Regions from separate parts of the Rattus norvegicus genome. Here region 2 is linked to region 1. The links are chromatin contacts, called in public Hi-C maps. All regions are on one chromosome and are shown on one strand. Each heading gives the region's core, a stretch centred on a gene start, on an enhancer-like site or on the middle of the called end of the contact. The rest is flanking DNA. Distances are from core to core; before and after follow the strand shown. Region 1 holds the start of Phldb2 (pleckstrin homology-like domain, family B, member 2). Region 2 overlaps Phldb2 (pleckstrin homology-like domain, family B, member 2).

Region 1 (5,783 bases), core at 814-3,313:
TAAGTTAAGTCTGAAGAATCTTATGGAATAGTTAGATGAACTGTAGAGACCGGGTAGCAGGCTCACGGGAGGGACACTCCCTCTCAGAGGGAAGTGGGTAAATCAGAGCTCCTCACATCATAACTAGAAGGATCCAGAAGTCATGTCACATGAGCAGTATGGAGTAGAGCTATAAAATGGAAACAATGTAGATAGCTTTAATGTTTCCAAGTTGTTACATGACTTAGATTTAAGGACTTTTAAAATTATTATTTCATGTGTATGGGTGTTCTGCCTGTATATATCTGCACACAACATGCATGCATAGTGCCAGCAGATGCCAGAAGAGGGAAGTGAATACCCTGGAATGTTAGCTGTACGTGGTTGTTAGTGGCCACTTGTGTGCTGGGAACCGAACCCAGGTCCTCTGAAAGGGGCAGCCCCATTCTCTTAACTGCTGAGTCATCTCTCCAGTACAGATTTAAGTTTCAAAGTTTCAGAGTTCTCAGGCAGTAGGTAGAGAAAGGATGAAAGAACAAAGTCCAAGCTCTGAGTCTCTTCCTGGTGCTATTTCCTACCATTTCCAGCTGTCTCCCCTGACAGCATGGTTGTGGTGAATAACCAGGGAAAGGGGTTACCATTTCAAAAAAAAATAGAGACTAGATGAATAAAAGCATTCCCTTGTGGAAGGGTTTAAAAACAGCCCACTATTATAAAGCAAGGCATGCATTATCACTGACCTCTTGCCACAACAAATTGTACCTAACTTGAAAACTCAAAACAACACACATTCTTTATCTTACAGGTCTCAAATCAAAGGTTTAAAATGAACCATTAAGACCAGTCTCTCTCTCTCTCTCTCTCTCTCTCTCTCTCTCTCTCTCTCTCTCTCTCTCTCTCTCTCTCTGTCTCTCTCTCTCTCTCTCATCTAGAAGGTATCTAAATTCCTTGACTTAGGATCTTTGTCCATCTCCAGCAAGTTAACATTGCATTTTTAATATTTGACTCTGACTCTGACGTTACATGGCTTTTGATTTTAACCTCTTATGAATATATAAGATTCTGATTGAAAAAAGCTTCTGATTACAATAAGCTCCCATCTCAGGTTCCTTCATGCAGAAGATCCCACCATTTTCTAAAGAACTATTAGCAATCAGTGGCTGCTGGAAACTAGAGAAGCATTTCCTTTAGTGGTGTAATCACTGATGAGTAGTCTATATTCCTGTATGTAATCCTAAGTAAATTAATCCCCCCTCCTCCATCGCTTCCTCTCCCCCTCCCCCCACATACAACATACAACATAATAAAGTATGCAATGTTCATCTTTACTATGTAATGCACTGGTTCTCAACTTTCCTAATGCTGTGACCCTTTAATGCAATTCCTCATGGGTTGGTGATCTCCAACCATAACAAATTTTCACTGTACTTCACAACTGTAATTTTACTACTGTTATGAATCACAATATAAATATTTGATATGCAGTATACCTGATATGTGACTCCCCCAAAGAGTTCATGACCCACAGGCTGAAAACTTCTGCTATGAGGTAGCATATTCACAGTTCTGCAAATCAGACCTGGACACCGTCAGGGAGATGTTAGCCTATTTTAGACTATGTCATGGGAAGATCACTGCTGGCATTACTTTGAGAGCAGAGCTGGTTCTAATCCCAGTTTTAGCACCTCCTTCTCATTGTGCAACCAGCACTCCATTGAGCCTTTTCTCTCTCACCATAAAACTGTAACATAGGTGATGTGTCCAACATATACCACATTTTCAATACATACAACCCTATTTCTTCAAAGAACTGTAAGACGGTTCTTGAAAAACTCAATAGAAGAAATTCTATTACTAAACTAGAGGGTTAATAAAGGATCTTCCAAATTCCCTTCTGAGGCCATTAAGACATAGCAGCGTTAAAGCTTTCCTTTCTCCTATTGTTCTCAAGACCTCTTGTCTGCAGACCCAGTGTCAAAGTAATCTCAGCAGATTGTCTACAGCTCTCAGCCTCTGCTTTCTGCCAACCCCTCCCGGTCCTGCTCTCCGGTTCTGCCATCCAGCTCTCTGGTTGGATTTGAGTAGGCCTGGTGTGTATTGATTGGTCAGGTCTGCAGCAGAGACCAGCAGAGATTCCCTCCTTCACATCTGTCCACACGCCTGACCATAAGAAAGTTGCTGCCTGTGACTAGCAGAGAAGGAGGCAAAGGGTTACCTCCCTTTCTCTCTTGAGGAAGAGTGGAAGCTTCTGCCTCAGCCCTAGACTCTCCAGCTGAGCTGGGAAGGAAGCCAGAAAAGACACCGGATAGGAAAGTAACAAAGGAGGTAGGTAACCAACCATTGTTCCTTCTCTCAAGATCACAGAACAAATACCTTGCCTAACCTCATAACTAGGCCATCTTTGACATTTGCCTGCTGAAGGAGAGGTGGTAGATATCCCTGTATGTCAGGAAAATTCAGTTTCTTGTCCATTAATATAACCTGGAAGGCAAGTTGTGTTTTCTACTATCTTCTCTCACCTCTGAAAGTTGTTGACTGTTCCGCTACAAGTTTCAAGTTTTGTGGAGATTTTTCCCCCTTTCATTATAGAATATCCTATCTGTGATTGATTGACAAGTTTCCATTGATGGTGATTCCACCAACATAGCTCTTGGCTCCAGAACTTTGCTTTTATATGTTTCTTTCTGCCTACAAGATGATGCCAGAGAAGACAGTGCATATAATTCCGAAGACTGTTAACTTCTAGTGACAAGATTTCTCAGGAAATCACACTTTCGTGCTTTGGAACCTAAGGGGTTAAAAAGTCCCGCCATTCCTGGAGCAGAATCAAGCCTATTTACCCAAGCTTATCACCAGAGCAGCCAGGTCAATCATTTACTGACTCAGCACTGTTTCTTACCCGTAAAGGAGGACCACCAAAGTCCTTGCCTGACTGAGTGCCCCCACAAAACATACATATACACATTGTTATATAGAAAGTATTCACAGAAGCCAGCAAGAGCCCATATGCTTTTCTAACCCCTATACGTCTTTGTTCTTTCCAGAGTGGTAAGCACCCAGGAACCATATCAGCTCAGTGATTCATTAACTCAATCAAGACTCACTCACAGGACCAAAGCCTCGTTTCACCTGAAGCACAAAAAGTTGTAGCTTTAGAGAGAGCCTCAGCTGTCACTGGAGACCCAGGAAAGGTAGTTGAATGATCCAACAAGACAATAGCTTATTCTTGGAGGAGAGAAGAGTATCTAGAAACAATCGGAAGGGGATAGAAATGTCCTCAATTTTACACATTCCAAAAACTTTATTTTTAACAAATACGATTCACTCTTCTTTGGTCTGAATGTAACCCCACTAGTTGGAGGAGTGGTTTATCGTGACTACACAGACCTGGTAGGCCTATGTAATGATTTCTAGCTCTTACAATTATTACTCAGGTGGTTTGTGGTGGTGGTGGTGCCCGATTCTTCTGAACTCCATTTAGGAAACAGATTGACCCATGCACTGCAAAGTGATGTGTGATACTTATTTGGTCAATCATTTATGGCTAGGAGGTGAATACCCCCAGGTGAGGACTGTGACTGGAATTTTTAGTGGCTTGGCAGTTAATTAGATGCAGGAATTGAGACCACCGCAGACATTAAACCCCATTTGAAATTTGGACCATGTCTGAGCCACCTCCCAGGAGTGTCTTGGAAAATAACCATTTGTGAATTTTGTGATGATGCTCTGCAAAACGTTAAGTGTATCTGTAGCTGTAACCTCAAGTGTGTCTGTAAATAGCACAAGTGACAGAGGTGGGCAAAGGCTTCAGTGCATTCAAATAAACCGGCAGATTTGCCTACATGCTGCAGACTGCCTTCTTGTGCTTACATATCTTCTCTGTGTAACATCTAGCTCATACTGAGAAAAACGTCAGTGCAGTAGATCAGGCTCTTCTGTGCATTGTACATTAGCTAAAGAGAAATTATTGTTAAGACTGACTAGTTTAGTGTAGGCGCTGTCATTTTTTGTACACATTAGAAAGTTAGACCCGTGAAAGTCAATTAATTTTTTCCTTGACAATGCCGTGGTCAGCCAGAATCAAACTCATTTCTACCTTGTTCCCAACCTGTTGTCTTTCTCCTGAGTCAAAGTCGAGTCTCTCAGAACACTTGAGGACACACAGTAACACATTCCAGAGAGCCAAGCCAGCAAGGTAAACAAGCAATGCTCACCAACCCAGATTCTGCACTAGTCTGTGGCTGTGCTCTACCTAAGGCCAGTGGGTGTCGCTACTACAGAATGGCAAAAGCAGCCAATTTCATGCCTCTCAGATAGAAGATAAGAAAAGGAAACCAGCAGAGAGAAAAAGGATGTCCGGCCAGGTGTAACAGTCACTAGAGCATTCTGGATTCTAGTGAACTTAGTTCATTCTGAACTTAGGACTCAGCCCTTTCATTTCATGCCCTCAAACCCAGCGGTCCCTGCTGGAAGTGTTAGCCAGAAAAGGAAATGTTACTGTGTTTCTGGGACCTCAAAAGTTTACCATTTCATGTATTCCAGCTAATGCCTCCTCATCTAAACCCAGGGATTTGGTAAAATGAGGCTTTTACTAGTCAGGAGCCATTAGCAATCCATTCTGTTAAAGCTCCAATATAACCGACTACATTGATACACATTAGCCTGGAGTCTGTCTTGGCTTAAGGTTTCTCTTGCTGTGAAGAGACTCCAAGAATATGGCAAGTCTTATAAAGAATAATATTTATGCAGGGCTGGCTTACGGTCTCAGAGGTTTAGTCCATCATGGTGTTGTGTAGGCAGGCATGGTACTTAACTAGGTGATGAGAGTTCTACATCTGAATCAGCAGGAGGCAGGGAAAGGAGAGAGAGAGAGAGAGAGAGACAAATATAGGAACTGGCTTGAACATTTGAAACTTCAAAGCCTATTCTCAGTGACACTCTTCTTCCAACAAGGCCACACCTACTCCAACAGAGCTACATGTCCTAATAGTGCCACCCCCTATTAGTATTTAAACACAGGAGTCTATGGGGGCCATTCTTATTCTGTTAACTTTGCCTTTCTCTTTAAGATGCCATTAGCTGTCTGGCACAAATTCCTAGGCAGTCACAATGCCCAGTATTTACACAATTAAGATAAAGGCGAGCTATCTGAAATGTGGTCAGTTAAACAAGATTGAACAAAGGATTTCTTCTTCTTGATTCTGGCCAAGTACACCTCAAGAATATGGCAAGAAAGGCCTTGTAAGTAGGAACTTACGTATGCATCACCATGTCTACCCTCCTTAATCAGTTGGCCTTAGATGAGCCGTATTCTTGTAATAGCATTCTAACCGAAAACACAGGAAGAAGAAACAAAGAAAGGTAAAGAGAGAGGACAATGTCTCAAAAGAATTGTCTACCTATGTCAAACATTAGATGAACAAATGACTAAGACCATTTACTAACCCTTTTCATTAGTTCTAGTAAAACAAACCTATGTAATGTGTCCACATCATTGACTCATGAACATGAGGTAACATTTGACTTAGGTTCTATCTGTTCTGAAAGACTGTATTCTGTGTCACTGTTCTGGAAAACAAGTCAACATGATAGTAGCTCTTCTGTGTCCATGGCTGCTGTAAGAGGGTGGAGAGTCCTTTTCAAAAGCATTTTCTTGGCTCTTAGAGATTATATTTTATTCCCTTGCCTGTCCCCCATCAGACATTTTTGACCCTATAGAAGCTTAGATCCTCCCTACTAGATAAGTGCCATTAAATAACTAACAATGTCCATAGATTGTATTGTAATGCCTTTGAGAAGCTATG
Region 2 (5,488 bases), core at 488-2,987, 68 kb after region 1:
TGGGGTAGGGAGGAGGCAAGAAGGGAATGGAATTCAGGTCTTTTTTAAAAAGTCTGCAGCAATACATGCACACACTGATGCACGCTCGCACGCTCGCACGCACACACGCACAGATGCACATCATATCCCAGCACCTACCTTCTCTCATATCTTGACAATTTCACCTTTACTCCCATATACGTGTTTATGATTTTAAGTAGACGTATGAAACATAGGAACCACAAATGAGAGAAAACACAGCATGGCTCTTCCGGAATATCACAGCTTAGCCTCTCTGACACTAAGTATACTGAGGCCTTAAGTTACTCTAGAGCAGTGGTTCTCAACCTAAATGCTGCGGCCTTTGATACAGTTCCTCACATTGTGGTGACCTTTCCCACACCCCAACTATAAAACTATTTTTGTTTCTACTTCTTAACTTTAATTTTGTTACTGCCTGTATCACAATGTAAATATATGATATACTCGATATTGGATATGTGACCCCTGTGAAAAGGTCATTGAACCCCTCAAAAGGGTCACAACTCATAGGTTGAGAACCATTCGTCTAGAGTAAGACATAATTTTCTAATTCAGTACCTACTTTATGATAAAGCATCTGTCCAATGTGGTTTATTGAATAATGTACTGAAAACAGAATTCAGAATGGTTGTATGAATACATTTCCATGTCATTGTAACTCTGAAACATAATGTTGAACCATCAAAATGAGAGACTGTCTGCATGGTGTAATATTCTCCTATCCTAAGCAGACAGCTGTATGTTTTTTTTTTTTTTTTTTTTTGGTAAATGTGTACATTTATGTGCCTATGCCCACAATCAGGTTTAGAAGGAATTCATTTCCTTGTGCCTCTATGTTAATCCTCCTACTACTCCGATCTTTAAACACCTGTCATCCCCTTCTCTAGAGTCTCCTTCCTTTTAAAGAGGTCAAACAAAATATGATCACCAGCTTCTTTTCTATCCTTTGATCTTTTTGAGTTCCTAAGATGAAGAAAATTGGAGTCAGAATAAAGAAGAACTTGCTAAAGACCCCATGTTATTGCGAAGCCCAGAGCAAAGCGTGCATTGTAGATCCTCAGTAGGGCACTGGGACACAATACCACCACCACGCTCTGATGAACCAGAGAACCAATACAGAAATACCATGCTTGGGCATCAGAGATGCTGTGATCTCAGCTCTGTAGTCTACACAACCCACTAAACACCTTGAACCTCAGCTATCCTCCTATACTGTGAGGATAATGATGCCCACTGCATAGTTCTGTTGTGAGGAATTAATTAATATACAAAGTTCATGACACAGGGCTAGACAAACTTTAAAAACATTTCTTCCCCATCATCAGTGAATGATAGTTACTGCTGGCTAGAAAGTCATTTAAAGCACATTTTGTTGAGACGAATAGCTTAAGGAGAAATATAGTTCATCTAATAACTAAGGAATCGACTTTAAACATTGACTCATTACATTTTAAAAAAGAATGCATCTCAGAGACGCACTGTCAGGGGGGTGATTCGTTTAGTATAGTTAGCTGAACACTGCTCCGTTTCCTTGCTAGAGGGAAGATACTGCTTTCTTTCCTTTTTTTTCTTTTATCTTTATTCTGGGTTTTGATTTTGTTTGCTTTGCCTAATTTTACGCCTCACTCAGTAGCTCTCAGTTATGACTGGACCTTCACATCAGCTAGGAAGTGTTTAAAAATTACCTATGCCTGGTCCTGAGCCCAGAAATTCTGACCTCACTAGTCAGAGAAGGTTCCTGGGTAAGGAGGATTGCAAAAACTTTACTTGGTGGTAGTAATGCTAAGCACACACGACTGAATTAAAGCAGGATTTATTTGGGAGATTCCAGTCAACGATCTCTCCGTTGTAGGCTAAGTTGTCTTAACCAGTCCGTGACTTCTGACAACTTAGGAAGACATACACTGCAGAACCCACGTATGTCATGACTTGCTCGTTTTTCTAATAGTTAGATAATTACACGCTCATGCAGGAGGATTCCTTGTGGGTGACAAGGACTATTTCCATTTGCAAAGAGGCTTTCCTCCACCTCCCGGCCCTCTGATGCCTCACCAGCTCCCAGTCAGAGTTAGGTGTTTAAATACATGGCCTGGAGTGGTAAGTGAATGTCTCATGAGTATGAAGTGGGAGATGACACAGGATGTTCCTCTAACTAAAAGCTCTACCTGCTTGTGAAGCCTGGACAAGCCTCGAGTCTTCAAAAAGTTTGTAGAATGAATAGTTGTTCTTACGAATGCTAAGGACTTTTCCAGCTACCATAATGTTGCAATTTTCATGACTAATATAATAATAATCAAATTATTCAATGTCTTGTTACTAGTGCTTAAACAAAAAGGATATCACAAAATGAAGATTTTTTATTAAAATTGATATATACATGTAAATAATATATTTGTTTGAGATGTATACTTAAGCTATATTTCCCAGTAAATGTAAGGCCTCACTCTGAACTTTGTAAAAGGAACTAATAGTTATTTAATCAAGGATTTGCTGTATTCATAAATCATAATTCCTAGCTGATATGAATGTCCAGTCATAACTTACTGGCACAGTGCTAGTTAATTCATTTACTCATTGACCAGCTATCTCCTTATAAAATGGAGCACAATATTGGCTGTTTGCCTATGAAATGATCAGGAGACTTGAGTGATGTTTGGATCCCTGGGAAAATCACATAACTACAAGTGCCAGAAGAAAATTCTACTATGGAATTAAAGGAGAGTTTGTTTAAAGAAAGGAAAACAACTTTAAATAGTACAATAAATATTTTCCTCTGCCTGGGGGTGACCTGTACTCAACCTCTTCCTTGTGAAAATACTGTCTCCAAGCCTGTGGTTTTGCAGCATGTCAGTAATTCTGAAGAGTCTGCCTGCATTCAACCACTGGCCACTTCCAAACCACATAGGCCTCTCTTGACCACTTTTCTACCATAGACAGCCACACAGTCACTAGGCCCCTCTTTCTTTTTAAAGATGAGTTCTTCTTCTTTAATGCTAACTCACTTTTTTAATTTAAGGTTTTTTTTTTTTTTACTTATTCACTTTATATCCTGCTCATTGCCCCATCCCAATCACCCGCCCTACAATCCATCCCCCATTCCCTTCTCCTGGGTATCTTCCCAGCCCTGGCACTTCAAGTCTCTGTGAGGCTAGGTGCTTCCTCTCCCATTGAGGCCAGACAAGGCAGCCCAGCTAGAAGAACATATCCCACATATAGGCAATATGTTTTGGGACAGACCCTGTTCCAGTTGTCTGAGACCCATATGAAGACCAAGCTGCACATCTACTTTTGAGTGGAGAGGCCTATGTCCATGTATGTTCAGCCTCTGAGAGCCCCAAGGCTTCGGGTTAGTTGGCTCTGTTGGTCTTCCTGTGGAGTTCCTATTTCCCTCAGGGCCCACAATACTTCCTATTCTTCTACAAGAGTTCCAAGCCCTAGCAACTGGCTGTGTCTGTATCTGTCTGAGTCACTTTCTGGGTGGAGCCTCTCAGAACACAACTTGTTCCTGTCTGCATACATAACAGAGTATCATTTACAGTGGCAGGGATTGGTGCTTGCCCATGGGATGGGTCTCAAGTTGGGCCAGGTATTGATTGGTCATTCCTTTAACTCTGCTAGAGTTGGAAGAAAATTGGATCAGTGAAATAATATATAGATAAAGTAAGAGTCATTGTTAATTAAATTTATTGGTCTAGTCAACTGCGGAGGCTTGAGGACAACGGTGATGATGTAATCAAAGTATCCAAACCCAGGAGGTTAAATACAGCCTCAGGGAGATAACATAGACTCCTTGTTAGGCAAGGCCTATTATATAGTTCTCTAGCTACAGTTAACAATATACTTGAAATTCTGTTATAAGCTATTTTATAAAAGAAAAAGGCAGGTCTGGAAATGTAGCTCAGACAGACAGACAGACGACAGACAGAGGGATAGTAAGAATAGAATAAGGCAGGGTTTGGTGTACTAGATCACTTGTAAATTCCTAAAGCGCCACTATCTCTCTGGCACTTCCTGTCTGGAAGAAATAGGAGACTCGAAAAGCCAAGTGAAAATTTCTTTAAACAAAGGCTAGTCACACTTACCAAACACTGGATGTGAGAGACAGGAAATTTGTGTCCCAGGAGGAGGCTTACTGGGGCCACACTAACATGCATTTTTGTCTATGCTATGGAAGTCAGATCTGTTATTCATGGCTTCCGTAGTCAACACAGTCTTATGGCGAAACACTGCAGACTTAATGGCTTGAATAATAGAAATCTTTTTCAAGCAGTTTCACAAAGTCCAAGGTCAGGGTTCCAACATGGACAGTTCCTGATGATGCTCTTTCCAGAGCTTGGCAAGCCCATGTACATGCTTGTCCATGGAGATTAGCTCTCTTTCCCTCATCTTATAGAAGTTCCAGTCCATAGCCTGCATGTGTTATGTGAGACTAATATGAATACTTGGGAAGAAGAGACAGGACGATCAGGACTTTAAGATCATGTTGGCTATAGTATGTTGAAGCCTGATCTTGGCTATATGAGACCCTGTCTCAAAGGCAAAGAAAAAAATAATTAAATTATAGGAGAAATTCTATAGGAGAAAAGCTGGACCTATACCCATTTAACCTCGATTACTCTTTAAAAGCTCTGTCTTCAAACTCAGCCACTGTGGAGAGAAGAACTTTAAAAATGTGAATTAGGAGAAATACAATTTTAGTTCACAGCAGTGAACCAGGAAGCCACACATATGATCCCTGTAGTGGTTTAAATATGCTTGGCCCATGGGATGTGGCGCTATGAGGAGGTGGGGCCTGATTGGAGGAGGTGTAGCCTTGTTAGACTAAGTGTGTCACTGTGTAGGCGGGCGTTGAGGTCTCATATATATGCTAAGTCTAGTCAGTGTGATCCAGATCCTCCTCCTGGCTATCTGCGGAAGACAGTCTCCTCCAGCCTGCCTTTGGATCAGATGTAGAACTCTCAACTCCTTCTCCTGCATACTTCCGTGCTTCCTGCCATGATGATAATGGACTGAACCTCTGAAACTGTAAGGCAGCCCCAATTAAATGTTTTCTTTTATAAGAGTTGCCTTGGTCATGGTGTCTCCTCACAGCGATAAAACCCTAAGACAATCCCCAAATGCAAAAATTAGTTTTTTTCTTTAAAAGTATTACCTTAGTTAGGGTTTCTGTTGCGTTGATGAAATACCATGACCAAAAGCAACATGGGGAGGAAACGGTTTATTTGGCTTATACTTTATCACGGAAGGAAGCCAGGACAGGAACTCAAACCTGGAGGCCCGGAATGAAAAGGTCCTGGTTACTGGCTTGCTCACCCTGCTTTTTTCTCACAGAACCAGGACCACTTGCCCCGGAATAGCACCGCCTAGAATGGACTGGGCTCTGCCCAATCAAACGCTTGTTAAGAAAATGCCTACAGATCTTATGGAGGCATTTCCACAACTGAGGCTCCCTCCTCTCTGAATACAC

Evidence for each region. A called contact is a pair of places that touch in the nucleus more often than the background predicts.
Region 2: a contact with region 1 is called in a Hi-C map of the A7r5 cell line, with 4 times the contacts expected there. The contact joins the enhancer-like site here to the promoter of Phldb2 in region 1. A contact is called at or near these places in 4 of 12 Hi-C or Micro-C datasets (the A7r5 cell line, the Rat2 cell line, hepatocytes and 1 more).

Annotation. Positions count from the first base shown.
Region 1 is chr11:68,319,675-68,325,457 of GRCr8, forward strand. It overlaps Phldb2 (pleckstrin homology-like domain, family B, member 2), which reads left to right and starts at 2,064. Exons shown (of 16, transcript XM_063270861.1): 1 at 2,064-2,304.
Region 2 is chr11:68,387,559-68,393,046 of GRCr8, forward strand. The region is part of intron 1 of Phldb2 (pleckstrin homology-like domain, family B, member 2); the gene reads left to right. Among named protein-coding and RNA genes, the nearest start is that of Phldb2, 69 kb to the left of the region's middle. Within about 2 kb of position 1,738, at least 14 of the 93 cell types and tissues checked have an H3K27ac peak or open chromatin away from gene starts, as enhancers often do. A contact at or near this core is called in the A7r5 cell line and liver, where this site is marked.